2 separate regions of the Mus musculus genome follow, and region 2 is linked to region 1. Evidence: chromatin contacts called from public promoter capture Hi-C data. All regions are on one chromosome and are shown on one strand. Each heading gives the region's core, a stretch centred on a gene start, on an enhancer-like site or on the middle of the called end of the contact. The rest is flanking DNA. Distances are from core to core; before and after follow the strand shown. Region 1 overlaps Gab2 (growth factor receptor bound protein 2-associated protein 2). Region 2 holds the start of Kctd21 (potassium channel tetramerisation domain containing 21).

Region 1 (5,463 bases), core at 914-3,413:
TCCAGACCTATTTAGTAGATAGTAACTTGGAACACAGAGAGATCATTCCCTCACAGCCTCATAGCTACTCCACAGCAGACCTGGAACTTGGGGCTTCTGGTTCTTAACATTGTTTTATGTGGTCCCCACTTCTATGGTGTATCAGGAACATGGACAGAGGATTGCGGCTGCTGTTTCCTAGTGCTTACCTCCAGTTAGAATGAATACTGATCTTTTCATTTTTGGTATGTCTAGATGTTGGAGGGTTCTGGAATTGTTCTGGTTATAATACTGTTTACTAAAGATGGGATATTATTTATGTTTTTTGACAATCACTAGTTTTTTGAACTGAACTTAATATACAGACATTATTCACCTGATGAGGATGTTTTATTCACTCATTTCAAAATATAGTATGGAAATTGTATTTGATATTCCATATCAGACTTGAGTGGACCCTGTGAGGTGAAGTTTGGAGCATGGCCTAACCCCTCTCTGGAAAAGCTACTGTAGCTTTCTCCTTGTCAAACATATAAAAACTCCTACATTACCTTTCTCCAGATATGCCTCTGGTTAACTATTAGTATTTCTGCTTGTCTTTCCCTGTAAGCAGAGAGGAAAAGATGAAAGAGTCAGACAAACTTTCCTGAAGAAGCAAGATACTTAGAAGAAGCTTTTGTCTCATGCTTTAGCCCCAGGCTTAGCTCTTGGATGCTTTTCTGAATAAGTTAGTTTTGTGGCCATCTTCCTTTTCCTCTCTACCCTTGGAACCCAGGTTATAATTAATAATCTGGAGTCATATCTTCCTTCATTTGCTATATCTGACTCGTCATTGTCTCTTTATTAGGATCCTTGCTATAGAGATAGAAGATACTTGCCAACACCCGCACCAGGGTCAACTGAGGCCCTGAAAAGAAATTTCCATTGTAAACACATAGGACACATAAACATGACTCTAAAAGATTCAGTTGCAGAGTTAAAGGGCTAGACAAAGACAAGAAGTAAACCAGAAACTCTGACTTTGCTGGAAGAATTACAGAGACAAGGCAGTCCTGGTTTGAGATCCCATAGCATGTAGCATTTCTCTCCAAGCTGCTTTCCTCAGCAAAATTTCTCAGCTTCATTGGTGAATTTTCTGTTTATAGTCAGATACTTCACAGAGATGCTGATGGAGACTATTCTTGGACAACTGATTATATTTGACTTGACTGGACATCTTCTGTGGTTATAGCCTAAGATTCTGGAGTTGGACCCACCTGGCTTGAATTTGGTTCTTCTATCAGTGTATTTTAGGCAAATACATATTTAATATGTTTCTCTTTTTCTCTTACCTTCTGTTCCCCACTTTTTTCCTTCAACCTCCCTTACTTCACCCAACACCTTAGAGCAATGTGGTCCTACCAATTAAGCAGGAGAAAAAAATATACCTTAAAATACCTCAATATATAAGAAATACTTCAGGGTCCTTGATTCTGGAATCTGGGGGTTTTGTCTTGTGTATCTAGCACAATATCATGTAGGTTTATCTTTGTTTTTCTTCCAAGTGTTCCTTGAACACTCACTAGATTTAAGACATGGTGCTGAATCTTTTATTTGAGTTATTTTATTTCCTCAAGACATCTTAATAGCATAGGCATTTTACTGTTCTCATTGTTCAGTTGAGGAAATAAAAGCATAGTATGCATAGACTATGACAACAGTAAGTGATGCCATCAGTCTAGACTTCTATATCCAATGAAAATTTCTTTTTAAGATACTAAAAGCAAACATATTGTTATATATTTTAAAGCTGAGAAAGTTATTACAGAAAATCCACAATATAAGAAATGCTAAAGTAAATATTAAAGCAGGGTGTACCTGTAGATGTATGGATATAGAGCTTCCCAAATCAGATGTGGCGATGCACACCTTTAATTCTAGCACTCAAGAGAGAAAAGCAGGTGGATGGATCTCTGTGTTTGAGGCCAATCTGGTCTACACTGTGAGACCTTGTATCAAAACAAAAACAAAAACAGAGCCGCTTCAAGAAAAGATTTAGTAATTTAAGAGAGTAATTTGGAGGATGAAGGCTGTAGCAGATTAGGAAATTCTATTCTGTTTTCTACACACCCCTATCATCCTAGGGTCACCCAAGCATAGTTCCCTCTTATCCACTGTCAAGCCTACTCATCACTCATGTAGTCTAATGTGTGGCATTATGGGAGGGGACATTCTAAAGTCAGACTGCTTGGAGTCAGAATCTGGCTCTGCCTCACTGTGAGTAAGGCATTTGTACAAGGAACATAAGATTGGATTAACATTTAAAAACAAGTCAGTGAAATTCATCAAGTTAAGAGAATAATGAAGACAAGTCACTTAATCATCTGAATAGATGCTTGGCCCAGGGAGTGGCACTATTAGGAGAGGTGTGGCCTTGTGGGAGGAAGTGTGTCACTGTAGGGGTGGGCTTTCAGACCCTTCTCCTAGCTGCCTGGAAGAGAGTAGTCTTCTGTTTGCCTTCAGAATAAGATACAGAACTCTCAGCTCCTCCAGAGCCATGCCTGCCTGGACATTACTATGCTTCCCACCATGGACTAAACCTCAGAACCAGTAAGCCAGCCCCAACTAAATGTTGTCCTTGGTAAGAGTTGCTGCCTTGGTCATGGTGTCTCTTCAAAGCAACGGAAACCTGAACTAAGACAAGCTTGCCCAGATTGACATGGTTAGGTATAAAGACGTTGAATTTCATCTGGGATGGTGTCTGCATCTCACTCCTGTGTCACTTCTTTTTTTGGCCTGTCACTAGAATGTTGGTGGGGTCTAGCCTTCTGGAGAACCAGACTCTTCTTCTCTTTATGGAGACGGTGTGGGTATTACTCAAAAGTTTCAGTTTGTGGGTATGAAGTCAGCAGTAGCCAACTTCCCTTCCCTTTGCCTTCAGAACAGGAGTATAGTCTCTGTACTTCTATAAGATACTGGAATCACTAGAGATCTTAACCAGAGTAAAATTGTATTAAAAAGAAGTAAGGGTGAAGGATGGAGGACAAGAAGGAAGGAAGGCCATAGGAATAGTGCAATATTTTTTTAGAAAAAATAATGGTTACATGTATATAAATAGTTCTTAGAACCCTTCTGACTACTTTTACCTAAAGCCTTTTATCATACAGTAAGTGAACCTTAACATTTTAAGAAGAGAAAAGGCTTGTATAATAATGTTTATACCTCTGTTATTTTTAATACCCAAACCTGGAAACCACTAAAAATAGGTGCTGTATTCCACAATTGCACAATTCATAATCATTTCAGGTGTTTGAGTAATACATGTGAATCACAGCCACCCTGTATTCAATCATTTTTTAAAGTTTGTTTTATATTTTCCTCTTTCCCTCTCCTTTTCCCCATCTCTCTTTCTGTGTTTGTACATATCTATGTGCGTATGGGTCTCTGTGTTAGGGGATACACTCATGCCATAGTGTGCATGTGGCAATCAGAGGATGATTTTCAGGAGTCAATTCCCTCCTTCCCATCATGTGGATGTTAGAGACTGAACTCAAGTAAGTCATCAGATTTGGTGACAAGTGCCTTTACCCACTGAGAAATCTTGTTAGTCCTGTTCAATCTTATTATAAGTTTAAAAAGATGGGGTTATAGCACCATTAGTTTTATAATCAGGATGTTTATGCTGTTACTATTTCAAGATGAGAGCTCATCCATCACTTACTCTGAAGGTAAACAGTAAGTAACTGATAACTGACAAACCAAGGTCTCCTGTGTCCCAGTCCAGTGCTAGATGATGACACCATCTACTCATAGCAGTACCAGAATTCCTGTTTTTGTTTGTTTGTTTGTTTTTGTTTTTGTTTGGTTTGGTTTTTGTTGTTGTTGGTTTTTTTCGAGACTAAAAAAGAAAACTTACTCGCTCACTGTTAACAGCCCAATGAGGGAGAAATCTGTTGTATTGATGGCCAAAACTCTTTCCTAATGAGCTTTGCATTATTTTCTTGTGCTTACATTTAGTAAGAGGAAGCCAAGGCAAGGAGACAACCAGGAATTTTAATTAAGTCAAGAGAAACTTACTTGCTTTTAATCAGCTCTTGGTAGTTGCCATTTCTAGAAAGTATCTAATATCTCATTCTTTGCCATATCAGCACTTCAATTTGGTACTCAGAATGTGTGCTTATAGAGTCAGTGATCCCTGGAGAACAGTAGTCTCAAATTAGACAAAAGACATGCTAGCTTACAGCAGGAAATGATGCAAACAGGAGTTATTGATCAGATAGATGATTCAGAAAACTAGAAAGTCTAAAAAAGTGTTCATTCTAATTTTCCTTGTTGAATATGCATTGAATGCTTTCTCCTTAGTAGCACCTAATTTCTGTTCATTTCTGTGTGCTTCTTGAGAAACTGGCTTCATCTACCCTGTGTTTCAGTATGGCCAGACAGTATATTCCATCCCTTGGCCTCCATAATTATTTAACTAACTGTGCCTTAAGCAAGTAGAGTCTGAATGTATTTTAGTTGGTAGTATAAGTGGGTGACAAGCCTTCATTCTGCTACCAGTTTGGTTGGTATAAGAAGTGACAATCCTGACTCAGGGCTTACAGAAGAGTCCACATTAACTGAATGGGATCTTGATTACAACGCACCTTATAGAAAGCCTAGCAAAAAAATATAAATTTGGGTTTTAAATAGTTTTTAATTACATAATGATAAAGCCCAACTCAGATAAACCTAAGAAAGAAGTAGAAATGTGTTTGAATGATAGTAAGAAAGCTCATAAAACTGAAACAAGTATTTCAGATACCAGGACAACTCTAGTGGCCTTCGGCATACAATCATACTTAATGCTTACATACTACCTTTCTTACTATTTGGTTATGGTTGGTTTGCTTTTTCCCTGTAGACAAGCTTTCTCCAGATGATAGAAAAGAAGTTTGCTATCAACTTATGCCCCACCCACCCACTCCCCAACCCCCAGTTAGCTTATGTCTGCAACTCACAGGCAAGGTCTTTATTCTTAGAACTCTAATTTTAAAAGCCTAGGTCATACTTCTACTGCCTGACAAATAACTATGTCCAGGGATTGGAGAACTGTGTTAGTCAGATCTGTGATATGCACTTATCATACCAGTGCTAGCAAGGCAGGGACAGGTATTCTGAAGTTCATTGATCAGCTAGCCTAGACAAGTAAGATATAGAGGGCTGTAGAGATGGTTTAGCAGTTAAGAACACTTGCTACTCTTTCAGACTGGAGCTCACAGCTGCCTGTAACTTTAGCTTCAGAGGATCTAACACCCTCTTTTCTGGTCTCTTTGGGCACATAACATAAAAATAAAATAAGTCATATGAATACATGAAAACATACACACATACCAATTAATAGAAATAAGTTGAATACTAGGCTTTTCCAGACTTACAAGGTCATTTTTGTCCCATCCCACAGTAAACAGAGGAAGTATTCTTTTAAACAAGAGTGCTAGAATGGGTATATAACTCAAAGCTAGA
Region 2 (5,463 bases), core at 1,050-3,549, 220 kb after region 1:
GGATAACCCTTGGCATTTCAGCTGTGTGTTGACAGTCCCCTGCTTGTGCTTCGGAGAACCTGGCTCTTCCCTATCACCATGGGGGTTAGGGGGGTCCTGAGCTCAACCTCCATCACCTCCTCAGCCTCTCTCCCTCAGCAATGCCATCAGATTAACCTCATTTCTGAAAAGTTCCCTCTTGCCTGGCTACTCAGACCCTCAAGGCCACTAGGCCCCTCAGTCAAAGCCCATACTCGAAAGCCTGCCACTTGGGCTGTCTATGTGACACCACACTGATATTAGGCATAGATGGAAATTGGAGAAAGGCTGTTTTGTTTTGTTTTGTTTTGTTTCTGTCCTCTCTATGGGAAAGGGCTTGCCTCTTCTTTCCTGGCTAATTCTGACTCATCCTGCAATGCCCAGTTCACAAGCCATTCCCTGTCCCTCCACAGAGCGAGTCTCTAAGCTCCGGTTCCCAGGCCGCCTTGGCTCCTTCATCCTCTGCAGTCTAACTTGCTCCAGCACGCTCTCTCTCCTACCTGGCTAGGGTCTGACTCTGGAGGAAGTAGATCCAATCCTGTTCTGTACACAGCGCCCAGGATGATAGTGTGCCCAGGGGCAGAGGTGGCCATGTATCTAGGTGTGCCTAGATATTGATGAGAGACATTTGGTAACAAAACGAGATAAAAATCAAAGATGTGACCAGAAAAGTAGTATCCAGAGACAGAGTTACCTTGAGGCCAGTCCCTGTCCCTCCTCAGCCTGGGCCTGGACTCTAATATCCATGACCCTTGAACATCTGCGAGATACCTCACAGAGGCCAAAGAAGACTCAGCCATTCCAGAAATGGCCCATACAAACAAGGCAGAAAAAACAATAAGAAACCCCAGCTCCTGGTTAGCCCCTGGATCTGCTGTTCCCAGATCTCCTCAAAGGGGAGGAGGGAGGGTCTGCAGGTCCCTGCCCTGCGTTGGGGAGGAGGGGGTTCATCTGCTGTCCTCTCAGCCCCTCACATTCATGCCCCCACACCCTGACTCCTATGGACGCCAGGGTTCACTCGGGTCTCTTGGCAGCAGAATGTGTTTTAACTCAGTGTCTTACCAAGGCAACCCTAGCATGGCACCCTTCCCCCTAGGAGGCCTCGACCAGCCCCAGGCTGGGTCCTGGAAAGACAGGAGTGAGGGCTTTGCTAGTGACAGGCAAGAACAACCCTGTTACTGAAGAGGAATTAGAGAGATGGAAGAGAAGATGAAGAGAAGTCCCCTCTGGGACTGTCCACACTCGCCCCTGATTACAGAGCCACCACTCACTAACCTCTGCTAACCCAGCCCCCACTCCCAGCCCAGACTTTCTCTGAGGGAGGACAGGCGCTTAAGCTTCAGTTCTGCAATCTGCAAGCGATGTCAAGGCCCCCGGACTCCAGGACAAAGATGATCAGACTGCCTCTGGATCCTCAGTGTCTACTCCAGTTGGGCCCCCTCTCTTCCTTCCTTACGCCTGTTTAGCCCAGACTGGGGGTTCTCCGCAAAAAGATTGCCAGGCGTCATGGTTCTAGTTGTGGCTGCTCTCAGGACTGAGAGGTACAGAAGCTGGAACTACTCAGTTGATGAAGGAGATGGTTAAGGCTCAGAGAGGGGCAGTTAGAAGGCCAAGGTCACACAGCAAAGGCCCAGAAGCACCTAGATCCCCCACCTTCCAATCTCGTGCTCTCAGAGTCCTAAAGATAAGTAAGGAGCACTCGAAATGTCAAGAGTGCAGACACTGCCCCCGCCCCCCGACATGAGCACTCAAACACCCAAAGCCCCCTTAACTCCTAGACTTCAGAGGGCCTTACCTTAGAACCCACTCCTGGGCGGGGCGCATGGGCCGGACTAGACTAGGCTGGGCCAGTCGAGGTCAGGGCGGGTCCTCCGCTCCCCTACCGAGGGGTCCCAGACCGCAGGGATGCTGCTGCTACTTTGTGATGTCCAACTCCACCCACCCCGCTCCGCACAACCCTAGATGGACCTGGGCAGTGCAACTGCGCGGTCTCAGAGCTGCGGGACGGAACTGGGAGAGGGGTGAGGTGCGGGGAAACGGGGCGGAGCCACAGCGGGGGTTACCCTGCGAGCTCCCAGTCGGGCCGCGTCCCCTTTAAGGCCAGCTGGTCCCAGTGCCGGCGGGGCGGGCCAGTAGGGGGCTGGCTCTCCGCGTAGCCTCCTGGGAGGTGGAGTCCGGGCCCGGCACGCGGCACAGGAAGGAACGCAGAGGGGACTACAAGTCCCGGCGGCCAGCGCGCGGCCCGGGACGACCCGCCCCTGCCCCAGCCCGGCCCACCCCCTAGCGAAGCTGCGCTGGCTGGAGGGGAGGCTGCCGAGCGAGGGCAGGAGGTGGGTGCGGTGCGCAGGGGTTTCGGGGAGGGCTCTGGACCCAGCGGACGCATACATGTCTTTCCGGGCACCTGTCCTGCCGTGAAAGGTCATCTGTCGCAGCCTCGCTGTTCTCATCTGTGAAATGGGGTAGCCCCGCCCGTGGCCGCGGGGGAGGGGCGCGTTTCGGGGTGAGGGGGTAGACCGAACCACCTGAGGGGCGGGGCTGGAGAAAGGGATGCGCTGTGGGAGGAGCCTTTGGTGGGTTAGGAAGAGGAGCCGAGTCTCTAGGTGAGAAGGGGACCTCTTGTTTGATCAGAAGGGACCGGTTCCAGAGCTGAGGAGTGGGTGCTGGGTTAGGTGGGCGAGCGCGAGGCGGACCACAGGGATGACAGGGACCCCTCCCAGCTCTAGTGAACCCAGGGCGTGTGGATGTACACAGCACCATTCTTTCCATGTGACTAGAAATAAAGAGCCCATCCCTGGAGCTCAGTGCGTCACACACATACTCATTCTACTCACATCCCGCCAAGGCCTCACCGTGATAACTGTTTCCAGTTGAGCAACACACCTGATAAGTGACTTGCCCCCAAAAGCCTTCAAAGACCCTGCCTTTCTCTGCCCACAGGGGAAACAGAGGTTTGGTCTGGGGTGACAGGAAAGAAGCAAGCATTGTGATGCCCCACCCATCCAAAGTTGTGCTCCAGGACCTGTGCCCTAGCACTTTCAATGCCCAGCTACAAGGCAACCCAATGCCCCACCCATCCAAAGTTGTGCTCCAGGACCTGTGCCCTAGCACTTTCAATGCCCAGCTACAAGGCAATCCAATGCCCCACCCATCCAAAGTTGTGCTCCAGGACCTGTGCCCTAGCACTTTCAATGCCCAGCTACAAGGCAACCCTTCTATGGTGTCTTCAGGCTGGAGCTATTTGAAAGCCCTTTGTTTACAGTTATCACTGTTGGGAGGAGTGGGAAGGCCACAGGAAGAGAAAGCTGAAAGGAGGTGTGGGTGCCTGAGGAAAACCACAAGATGAGCCAGGGTGGCTAGGGAAAGTTCTGCCTGCGGTTGAGGGATGGTGTTGGGACCATCTTCAACAAAGCATTTCTGTGCAAGCAAGGAAATGCCTCAGGTTGGGTGGTCTCTTCTTCCAGCCCACCCCCACCCCGCCCTGATGGGCACAAATCCCAGTGCCCCTTGTGTGAACTGAGGGGAGCAGCCTGTAGGCCTCTCAGAGATAGGACAGGGCAAGGTGGCCGTCAGCTGTTGGGTGTGAAAGGATGAAGGGGAAGTCTGCAGAGCTCTGGGCCAAAGCCCTATCCTGGAGATCACCCTGGGTAAGGCTGGGAAGCTGCTAGGTGATCGGCAGTCGTCACTCACTTGAACCCGGTGCTCTGTCCCTTCCCCTGCACAGTGGAAGCCACCATGGCCTTGGCAGCATGACAGCCAATTAGACATTGTCCTACACATTTGATTCCAAAGTGAAAATTCAAGGGAGTATTTTCAAAATGAAAAGTTTTAAAGTGTTTATCTCCAAAACAGGGACATAAATAGTCCTGTTGGTGCACAAGTCCGGGAAGGTGAAGATAGGTCTAACTAAACAAAGTTAAAAAAAAAAAAAAAAAATGTCTTCCCTACTCCCTGCCCAGCCCCAGTTTCTGGGGATAGCAAGGGATTTCTTCAGCAGGGAAGCCAGGCTCCTACTTAGGTTAACTGTGCTAAGTACTGAGCATAAAGTACTGTGCTAAGTACTGAGCATAAAGTGCTTTGAGTCAAAAAGGATGGTGTGGGTGCTACAGGTGAGGCTTGGCAGCCTGATGAGATTTTTCCTTCAAAATCCTGGCCAAGGGGAGGCTAGAAGTCAAGTTGCAGAGGAAGGGAAGGGCCTGTCATGCTGGTCTATAAAGCCTACGAGAGTGTCTATTTCATGAGGCAGTGGTGGCTCTCACCTTTAATCGCAGCTCTTGGGCAACAGAGGCAGGCGGATTTCTGAGTTTAAAGCCAGCCTGGCCTACAGAGTGAGTTCCAAGACAGCCAGGGCTACACAGACAAACCCAGTCTTGAAATACAGAAAGAGAGGAGAGAGGGAGGGAGGGGGGAGTAGAAATTAGCATGTTGAGTAACTATCACAGTTTGAACTGTCATGGTTTTCCTGGCCGCCACCATCTTCCCTCGGAGAGCCTACCACAAACACTGACTCTGGGCAAAGACCATATGCTGTCCTCTACCCCAGAAGTCCCATTGGTTCTCTCTGCCCATGCTCAGCACACCTTGGCTGCACAGCAGGAGTCTCCTTCCTGCCACTTGACAGCCACAGATGCTAGGCTCAGGAGGATGCTGTTGTCAGAAACAAGGCCCAGACAGCCATATCTCAACCCTGGATCACAGAATGGAAGAGGGGCAGGCTGATCCTCTGGGCTAAGTCCAATCTAGAAGGACTTCCTGATCAAAACACTTCTCCAACTTCGGTCCTAGTTGACTATCTTAGTCTCTAAATACCAAACCTGCATTCACCTATTCATGCTTGAACACACTTGCCTTTCCACAGACACACACACAAACACACACACACACACACAGTCAGACACACACATCTCCCAGTTACTTTACCTTATAAGCCAAGCTTGATTGCTTGCCCCTATAGTCCAAGCTACTCAGGATGCTGAGGCAGGAGGATCACTTGAGAGCTCCAGACCAACTGAGAAAGGGCAGCATTATGAAAACCTATCACACAAGAGAAAGGAGGGAAAAATAGAAAGAGTGACTGAGAGAGGGAGAAAGAAAACATGAATATCTTAGCCAGGCATAATGGCACATGCCCATGTCCCCAGCACTTGGCACACAAAGCAGAAAGATTGGTTTTCGGCCAGCCTGGGGCACATAGTAATACCTTATCTAAAATTTTATCTAAATTTTCCTAAAGTCTCCAGCATATCTCCATCTCATAAGAGTGGTGTTTTCCTACGTAATTGTAATCTTACCTTTTGTATTTCCAAATAAACACTTGGTATTAAATTCTTTCCAGATTGCCCTTCTCCAAAACCCTTTAGTTGTTACCTTTAATGATCCAGTCTAGTCAAGATCCACCCACTGTATCTGTTAACATTTCTTTGAGCAAATCATTTAATCTGGAAAGGG

What was found. Promoter capture Hi-C pulls out the DNA fragments that hold promoters and counts their contacts.
Region 2: a contact with region 1 is called in a promoter capture Hi-C map of neutrophils. The contact joins the promoter of Kctd21 here to the enhancer-like site in region 1. A contact is called at or near these places in 7 of 39 promoter capture datasets (the C10 cell line, the HPC-7 cell line, epiblast stem cells and 4 more), 4 of 115 datasets of contacts at active chromatin or transcription factors (bone marrow-derived macrophages, fetal liver, microglia and 1 more) and 1 of 9 other capture datasets (adipose tissue).

The regions. Positions count from the first base shown.
Region 1 is chr7:97,105,503-97,110,965 of GRCm38.p6, forward strand. The region is part of intron 1 of Gab2 (growth factor receptor bound protein 2-associated protein 2); the gene reads left to right. Among named protein-coding and RNA genes, the nearest start is that of Gab2, 26 kb to the left of the region's middle. Within about 2 kb of position 2,164, at least 16 of the 459 cell types and tissues checked have an H3K27ac peak or open chromatin away from gene starts, as enhancers often do. A contact at or near this core is called in bone marrow-derived macrophages, microglia and neutrophils, where this site is marked.
Region 2 is chr7:97,330,024-97,335,486 of GRCm38.p6, forward strand. Kctd21 (potassium channel tetramerisation domain containing 21) reads left to right here and starts at 2,300. Exons shown (of 2, transcript NM_001039039.3): 1 at 2,300-2,348. Usp35 (ubiquitin specific peptidase 35) reads right to left here and starts at 2,086. Exons shown (of 11, transcript NM_001177412.2): 1 at 1,814-2,086.